Regions from separate parts of the Pan troglodytes genome. Here region 1 is linked to region 2. The links are chromatin contacts, called in public HiChIP or PLAC-seq maps. All regions are on one chromosome and are shown on one strand. The core of a region is the stretch at or near the end of the contact, and the rest is flanking DNA. Distances in the headings are between cores, read along the strand shown.

Region 1 (4,585 bases), core at 1,377-3,876, 180 kb after region 2:
CCTGTACTGCTAATGCTGGTCCTAGGAAATAAAACATAAGAGATACAGAATTAGTTTCTAGTTTCTAAATTACTATTTACAGATATCATTTTCCTTAACAATCAATGGTCAAACATACACACACACAAAGACTATAGATAAAATTTAGAATGTGAAACTCAATAACGGGAAACCTTAGCTATTAAAATACACTAAAGCTTATACAATTTTAAGGAACACAGAATTTTTTCATAGTGGATCCTGCTGAAAAGAGATCAGTGAAATTACATCAAGTTTCTTATCTCATAAAATACAGGACTCTGATAGTCACCTAACTTGAACAAAACAAGCAAAGAATCACTCAACTGTCCACATTCTATTAATACTTGGCGGGTAGTAAGTACCTGATTAATTTACAAGTAAATCTAGACAGATTTCCTGAATACACTTCTGACCGGCACTGATGTAACTGCCAATTGCCTTTTCTTATATTCAAACTGAGTCAGGTCCTTTATGATACAACCTCTTAAGTCACTTAGTTCCTCATAATATTTTATCTTGATTCCTGTCTGCTCTCTAAAGAAAAGAGCCAGCTCACCATTTCTCTGTATGGCCTTATTTATGTGACTATCAAAGTTTCTCTTTTTCTGAATTGCTTATAAAATCAACATTCCTTTACCCTTTCCTTGCTATTTCTTAGACGTGCCATACTTTTTTTTTTTTTTTTTTGAGACTGAGTCTCACTCTGTCACCCAGGCTAGAGTGCAGTGGCGTGATCTTGGCTCACTGCAACCTCCGCCTCCCTGGTTCAAGTGATTCTCCTGCCTCAGCCTTCCAAGTAGCTGGGATTACAGGTGTGCACCACCACACCTGGTTAATTTTGTATTTTTAGTAGAGACGGGGTTTCACGATGTTGGCCAGGCTGGTCTTGAACTCCTGACCTTAGGTGATGGACCCACCTTGGCCTCCCAAAGTGCTGAGATTACAGGTGTGAGCCACCGCGCCCAGCCCCCATACTTCTTTTGATCTTAAGAACTCTTAAAAATACACAAAGTTCTCTAACACTTAACAACTGGCATTTATTTTCAGTATGTCCACAAGTATTGCCAAGCATGCCCCGGTGATTAACAACACAGGCTCAGGACTGTCTGTGAACTTGGGACCATTGTGAGCCTACTGTTTCAGTTGGAAAGTGTATACACCTAATGGGACTGTTGTCAAGATTATCCCAGGAAGTACATGTAGAAAGCTTGGCACATTGCTTGGCATATAGTGGCATATATTTTCTTGGTATATTTCTGGATATTATCACTTTCAGGCTGCTTAGAAATTGAGTAGAATGTAAATGCCAAAGCAATGACAGTTTCAACATCCAAGATACTTCCAATTAAAATTAATTCCAAGTGAAACATGGGAAACAGAATTCATCTCCTCACAGCTCAAACACCACAGAAAACATGTACTGCGCGGGAGGGAGGGAGGAAGGGAGGAAAGAAGGGAGGGAAGGGAAGGGAAGAGGAGGGGGGAGAGGGGAAGCGGGAGGGGAGGTGAGGGCAGGGCTGGAAAGGAAAGACAGATCCAGAGAGTGGTGAGCCTTGATGCCAAGTGAGACCTGCAGAACTGTCCTCTCAGGACAACTCTGTACAAATCCCTGAACTCCACAGACTTGACCAAACTCTAGCATAGTTTCTAGCAGCATAAGGCTGTATCCTAGGATGACCTCGGCCCCCCCCTTTAAAGTGGCTGCCTGAGAAAGCTCAACGCTGCCTGGAAAATTTCCTATTTATTTTGGCCAACATACCCCGATAGTAGGTCCCGAACTCCCTTAGAGCATTTCCTGGAAAGGGCATATAACTGTAAATACGTATCCCTTGCAACTAACTCGGAAGCTTTTCTTTCAAGGCCCTGAGAGCCATTCCTTCGAAATCTAACCATTAGGAAGGATAGGGCCTTTGTCTCCCAGTCTCTGCGGGAGGATAGAATCCTCCCTAAGACAACTGCGAGCTAGCAGACACAGCCGGCTAATCACATTTGCACTGACTTCACTATACTACACTTCTCTGACTCTACAGAGCCCCTACACTCCCGCCTCGCTCATTCTCCCTTTAAAACGCCCAAAGTCACCTCTGCACAAACTGGGATGGAGCTCAGCTCTTTACCTGCAGTAGTTACTGAATAAAATCTGTTTTCAGCGCTTTACTTACTGGCTGGCTATGATTTATCTTTGACACAAGCTTGGGTTACATTCTGTGTACGAATGGAACAAGCAGAGGATTTTTTTTTTTTTTGCGGTGGAGGGAGCGCAAAAACAGTCGTTCTGTTCTCGCTAATATGGGAATGTCACGAACTACGTCCCCGACATGAGGCCGCGGATCAGACCCGGGGCTGAGGGCGAATTGTGTAAGCTGCGTCTGCTACGCTGCCCGAGGTCCCGTCATCAGCCCCCTCTCCCACGCAGCCCTTCTTTACCTACCCCACGGAGGACTGGGAAAGCCCGGCCGGCTCTGCGGAAGCTTCCGCAGCAGTCGCTCCCAGTAGTTTCGAAGCACTCCCCGGGCCGCAGGCCACGGCGAAACCACCAAGACCAGCATGGCCGGCGCCATTTTCCCTGCTGGAAGACCGCCCCGGTCCCGCCCCTGCTTTCAGCATGCGCACAGGCACAGAATCGGGCAAGCCTCGCTTCTTAGAACTACAACACCCCGCATGCTCTTGGAGCAGCTCTGACTCTCCTCCAATCATAGAGAGTAAAGGAAAGGCGAGGGGCGGGGAAATGAAAGTAAATCGGCCACAGTGCGCATGTGTGCGGCTGTGCTTTGGCTCTTCGGGTAAAGATGGCGGAGCGCGGGTACAGCTTTTCGCTGACTACATTCAGGTATGGAAGGGGCCCTCGAGGTCTTCAGCGTAGTCGAGGTTGCTGGTGCTCTGTCGATTTAGTTTTTCCCATCCTGACGTCGGCATTGGTGCTTCTGGAGGGTCCAGTAGGGAATGGAGGTGGAAATGCGGCTTTGCAAAGTCATTTGCCAGGCCGGCTCGGGATTCCTGGAGCTTCCTTGGTCGGAGGCTGCTGGAGGGTCGGGGGGATGCGGTTTTGCGGGGTTAACATGGGGCTGCGGGACGGTGAGGCACATAGCCAAGGATTCGCTTTCACTTTGGAGACTAGAAAAGAAGGCAGTTTCAGCTTAACCATCTCTGGGTGGCCCGTTCCGAACTCAGGATTTTTTTCCTGGCTCAAGTAGACCTGATGCGGTGGTTTCTGAAACTTGGAATCTTGGTCAAATATGTGGGGTTCCCTTTTCTTGGAAAACTCTCAGCTTTACAGTTAAGTCGGAGTCTTGGTCTCCATTTGGCACTAGTGTCTTTCAAAACCTCCCGCTTTCGGTTTCTTCGATGCACGAATTAGAAACATAAGGACGAAAAACCGAAAGCCCCTATCACTTTTTTGTGAACCCCTAACAACGAGGCAAGTTTGAGTTTTGGTCTTTTTTTGGTGGACTGGGGGGAACGTCGGGGAGGGTGATGTTTACTTTAAACAAGATTGTAGGCTTTTCTATTGTAGAAAAGGGGATTAGAATAATAAGTTTACTTTCCAAAATACAGTTGGGGCGAACCATGGCTCTCAACGTGAGAAAACCATCGCCGAAGACTTTTAAAAATTGACTGGGGAAGTTTTCTGACTTACCCATTTTCTTAAGGATCAGTAATGCCCAGTTTACTTAAAATGTACTCCTGACAACTGAAGGCAGGCGGGATCTAACTTGTTGAGTACTTTGTTAGGTGCAACTTAACCTTAACCTGCTCCATCTCTTTCCACTGCTATAATGAATGTTATCTCAGCTTCTTACAGATGAACTAACCACAGCTTGTACAAATTAAACAACTTGTCTAAGGTCATCGGTGAGTAGCTGAGTTGACATTCAAACTGGGTTTTTTTTCTGATAACAAAAATACACTTTCCATTACATAACGTTGTCTTAAATTCCAAAAGTACTTTTCTCTTGGCAGTTTTCAGTAAGCAGTGGGTGTATGTAATAGTTTTTTTGTAACCTTTGAACGAGATTAATTTAATTATGCAATAAAAGGTCTCATTATATTACATATGACAGAATAGTGTGTGCAGGATGTATTCACTGTTCCTATTTGTGAAGAAAACAAATGTGGTCCTTTTTTTAGGGACAGGGACTTGGCAGCCTCCAGCTCTTGGGCTCAAGGGATCCTCCTGCCTCAGTCTCTGGAGTAGCTGGGACTAGAGGTGTGCACCACCCTGCCTGCTAATTTTTTTTTTTAAGGCATGAGGTCTTGCGATGTTGCCCAGGCTGCAAATGTGGTCTTTTATCGCGAAGAAAGTGTAATCCTAGTGGAGCTGAAAACATAAAACAACCGTATACCTTCAGGGACTGAATCTTTTTATAACAAATTTTCTTTATTAAAATAAACTTTTGGCCAGGCAGGGTGACTCACACCTGTAATCCCAGCTACTCAGGAGACTGAGGCAGGAGGATCACTTTAGCCCAGGAGTTCAAGACTAGCCTGCAGCAAGACCCTATCTCTGAAAAAAATTAAAAAATTAGCCAGGCATGTGCCTGTAATCCAAGCTATTTGGGAGGCT
Region 2 (4,532 bases), core at 1,427-3,926:
GGAAAAGTGACCTGAAGAAAACCCCACAGAGCATTTCATACTGTTTTCTCTAAAAGTCCGTGAACATCAAATGTGCCAACGGCTGTTTTACAGAGAGGACATGTGGGTATTGCAACTTCCTGGTTTCCTAATGTAGCTTGTCCTGTTTTTTAGGATGGAAAAGGAAGCAGGTAAATGGGAAAGAAGCAGGTGTCTTGATGTCTGTAAGTCACACCTGTTAGTCTAGAAACCTGCCATTGGGAGACTCAGTCAAGCTTGGCTGGCCCAGGAAGGATGGTTGTCTCTGGTCTAACTGTAGGTCATTTCAGAAGCACTTACAGTGGTTCAATGTTGCTTGAGCAAATAATGAGTAGACATTCCCTAGACGTGTCCATCATCCTAGCAAGCTCTGGTTGATAGAACCAGGACTTAGAGAGAAAGTGGGCAGAAGGGTGCTCACGTCTTCTGTTTAAGTGTGGATTAGAGGTTAGAGTGCTTGGGCCATGTTTCCTTCTAAGGCCAGAGCAAGACAGAACAGAGCAGTTATCAGATAAATTTTGTCAAAATGGATAATCCAGATCATTCAAGGAAAAAAATAAATAACCAAAACCTACAGCATTTGAACTCATTCTCTATGTGTTTTTTTGTTTACTGAGGGTGGGTGGTGGAAGGCCTGGATTTGAGTCCTGGCTCTCGGTTCCCCCTTAAGCATCTTACATAACCTCTCTGATTCCCCCAGCTGACTCACAAAGTGAAGGATTCCTACCTACCTCCTGCCTATACAATTAGAGGGCATTTTTATGACCTGAAATCCACTCAATAAACATTTCTGAGAACACATGATGTACCAGGCAAACTGCTAGGTGCTGGAGAGATGAATATAAACATGTCCTTGTTCTGAAGAAGCTCATCCCATATTTAAGATAAGGAGACTGTGGCACATTTACAACTCAGATAACTGCAATATTGCAAGTGCTATCTTAGCTCTATGAACAAAAAGGCTATGGGAAAACAGGAGAAGTGGTTAATTATGCCTTGCAGGGACTGTAATTTCAGGATATTATTTTGATTGTAACTTAAAACAAATGAGTGCACAACTATGGAAAATTGTGTGACTAAGCATGAATCAACAAATACCTTGACTATACCTAAATTATAAAAATTACCATAGCGCATGAAAACACTGCCTGCCTGCCTATTTAGACCAATCATTGCTTCACCCATTTTTGTGGCAAGCAACAGCGCTAGCAAGTTTTGAGAGCAACACCAAATTACATCAGAGAAAGTAAGTCTCATGCCATTGTCAATTACTGCATAGGACGAAACAGCTATCTAGAGTGTCTCATTAGAAACAAACAAAAACCAATGATTGGAAAAAGTGAATTCTCAATTATCTAAGATGGGGTTGGAATGAATAACTCCACAAAAGGAGAACACCTGTTATCCAATTAATTCAATCTTCTTCTCTTTTCCCCAACCCTCCACCAAATGTTTTGCTATAGTGGACAAAAAAAAAAAGACCTGTTTGAGTTGGTGAGTAATTTCACTTATGGGGAAAATGCAGACGCTTGGGTTTTAAAAGCTGCAAGGTATAAAAATAAGCCGCAGATTCTACAGTCAATCCTTGGTTTGCTTGCATGGTTCACGTTATAATTATTTGCCTTTCCAACACTGGGTAACTTTTCTTACTCCTCTGTCAGTTACCACAGAATGCTGGAACTAGAAAGAACGATAGAAACCAGCCAGTCCAACTTCCTTTACCATGAGGAATGAGACTCAGGCTTGTCTTTCCATATCACATCTGGCCTTTTAATATTTCTTTTGTTAACAATCATATCAGATGGAAGCATAATAGAAGGTAAAGCTCAAAGTGATCTTGTAATACATCCATCTTTAAAAGCCAGAGTGTAAAAGGAATCAAGTCAAATGATGCTATATACACAAATAACAGAGCTGCAGTCCCTCTGTATTGATACATTGATGGGCTGTTCCAGCTCCGGATGTGACCTCCCTATCAAGTCAATAATGTCACAATCTAAACAAACTTAGGCAATTTGCCTTCATGAAAAAACTACTCCAAACAAAAAAGAGAATTGTCATTCCACAAAGCAGCCAACTGCACTAGACTGGGATTATAGTGTGGAATTAGTCAGAACGTGGTTTATTAAATAAAACACTAGAACGGCCAATTTGTCTGGAGGTCTAGGAATTAAAATAGTGCTTTGTTTTTCCAATGCCACATTCCAGAGGAAGCAGCAAGCGGAGGGAACAGGCAACAGGGAATTCTACCAACAGGGAATTCTACCACAATCTATCTCTCTACCAAACAGGCACACACATTCATACCAGGGTGGGCATGTGGACTCTAATCCCTTCTTAGTGGAAAACACACATTTTTAAATGAATCCCCAATCTAGAATGAATTACCGTAATAGCCACAGCCGGAGCGAGTCTGCTGATGAGAAACGCAGATCTGGCCACCTGCTTTGAGACGCCTTGGACCACAACACTGCCGGGGTCTTTAACGGTTGGCCTTTTCGAGTAGGGCATCTGCCCTCCTAAATCGCGTTTAAATCCCAGGAAAAGAGAGAAGATGCCTCCCTCAATTTTTGAACTATGCTGCTCTTGCTGTATCCGTTTCTGCTGAACATAGCATTGATATTTTTTCAAAGAGAAGGGGGGAAAAACAAGGGGAGAATTGCACCACTGCAGATTCCAAGAGAAGTAAGCACAAAACTACAGCAACGTCAAATAATATCTTCTTCGGCAACTAGGAAAATCCCCACATGCTATCTGGTGTCAGCCCAATGCAGACTGAGGCGCGCTGTGCCCGGAACCACAGGAAGCCGGGCATCTCTGCAGCCTGTGTCCCTGCCAGCTCCCCCTACGCGCTGAAATTCGGCAGGGAAGAAGTTATGGTGCCCAGCCTGTGTGTGCAAGACAGAGACACCGCGCATCATGGCTCTGAAAATCAGCCAAGTGGCCGGGACGTCAAAGCGGCAGAGCAATCAGAATGCCCTGGAGCCGGGGATGGAGGGGCCACATTGTTTGAGCCCTCGGATTTTGCTGCATTGTCACCGCCCGGGAACGTAGGGGTAGCAGGAAGCACACCTCCAGCCAAAAATGGACCGGACGCATTTTTTTCCCCCCGGCGGCTCCCTCCCTGCCTGTCTGCAAGTCGCAATACGGTAGGCGACATGACGGACTGCTCCCGCTAAAACTCAGGTGGCAGGCCCGGCTGAGAGGCGCAGCCGGCCGGTAACAGGGAGGCGCTGGGGGAGCACCCACACAGCGCCTCCTCCCCTCCTGCACCCGTCCATGGGAGCAAGGGCCGGACCTGGGCACGCGCCCCTCGAGCGAGCACCGGCGAGCCCGTGCGGAGGCTCTGGGCGCTCTCTGGGCTAACCACGGGCATTGCATGGGACACAATTGTTCAAAAGCGAGCCCAAGGCGAAGCGCAAATCCAGAGCTTTGGTTCACAAGGGGTGGGTGTGGGCTGGGAAGGGGGATTACGTAGGTCTCTCCGCCCCCTCCCCTGACACCTCCTCGCCACTGGGAGGGCGCTGAGGGGCGGGGGAGGCGCTGCGAACCCGCTTGGGGGCTTCTTTGTTTCTCTCCGTACCCCGCAGGAGGGCCGGGTGCGCCTGCAGTACCCAAGCCGGGGTCGCCACCCGGGGATGCCGGCCCAGCCCGGGCGGCGGCGCGACCCAGGCTGACAATTGAACCTCGCGGGAGAAGCGAGAGGGTGGGGAGGAGGGTGGATCTCGGCCCCGGGAAGGGAGGGCGCTGCCGGGGCCTCGCGTGCGGCGGGGAAGCCGCCCAGAGAAGGGCGGGGGGGGGGGGGGAAGGGGCGGCAGACAGTGTCCCCGCGCTACGCCCGCTTACCTTGGCAGCCCTGGCCTGGGCACAGATCATGCTCCTGTCAGCGCGCAGATTAGAGCTGGGGGGCGCACGTGCCCCGCATAGTGCACCGGGCGCCTGGGACTGGCTGGGGAGGGGACCCTGGCGACCGCCCGCTCTCGCCGCGCTCTGGCTGCCGGGTGCCCCGAGAGAGCGGAGGCCACGGCCACTGTCACGGCGGAGGGGCGCGCGCGGCTCGGCGAGTGTGTGCGCGAGGAGGGGGCCGGTTCGGTCAGAGTCGCACGGTGTTCCGGCTCCAACAACAGCGCCTGATGCGCGGTAACGCAGCACACTTCATCGCTTTATCCTCCTGCTTGCATCCCCTCCCTCCCTGCCTGCTCCTCTGTGGGTACCAGACTCCAGAACCAACCACAAGCCGGGCTTGCTCTCATTAGCGCTGCCCCGCCCTGCAGCCTCCGCGCACCCCCACCCCCGCCCCCGCGGTAAATATATATCGATTCTTGTTACCGCCGGCCCCATCCTTCCAACACCCAGCACGCGTACTGGGCATATCCAACACCAACCCTGGCTCCTCGGCCCTTTTGTGTGTGTGCAAACAGTGTAGCAGAAAGGATGCGGTACAGACACTCTAGGCGGGTACCCTGTGACAGGTGTTCTTGGCCTCTGTCTTAGACACTTTCCTCGCTTACCTT

The links. HiChIP or PLAC-seq counts read pairs in DNA pulled down with a chosen protein or histone mark.
Region 1: a contact with region 2 is called in an H3K4me3 HiChIP or PLAC-seq map of stem cell-derived excitatory neurons, with 2.9 times the contacts expected there. The contact joins the promoter of PSMA2 here to the promoter of LOC112209777 in region 2. A contact is called at or near these places in 4 of 7 Hi-C or Micro-C datasets (blood, induced pluripotent stem cells and stem cell-derived neural progenitor cells), 1 of 1 datasets of contacts at active chromatin or transcription factors (stem cell-derived excitatory neurons) and 1 of 1 other capture datasets (stem cell-derived neural stem cells).

The regions. Positions count from the first base shown.
Region 1 is chr6:46,456,672-46,461,256 of NHGRI_mPanTro3-v2.0_pri, forward strand. It overlaps PSMA2 (proteasome 20S subunit alpha 2), which reads left to right and starts at 2,627. Exons shown (of 8, transcript XM_528026.8): 1 at 2,627-2,851. The coding sequence starts at 2,811. It overlaps MRPL32 (mitochondrial ribosomal protein L32), which reads right to left and starts at 2,586. Exons shown (of 3, transcript XM_528025.7): 1 at 2,453-2,586; 2 at 1-21. The coding sequence starts at 2,582.
Region 2 is chr6:46,274,557-46,279,088 of NHGRI_mPanTro3-v2.0_pri, forward strand. It overlaps LOC112209777, which reads left to right and starts at 2,677. Exons shown (of 4, transcript XR_008548972.2): 1 at 2,677-3,167. HECW1 (HECT, C2 and WW domain containing E3 ubiquitin protein ligase 1) reads right to left here and starts at 4,171. Exons shown (of 28, transcript XM_009452959.5): 1 at 3,865-4,171. The coding sequence starts at 3,894.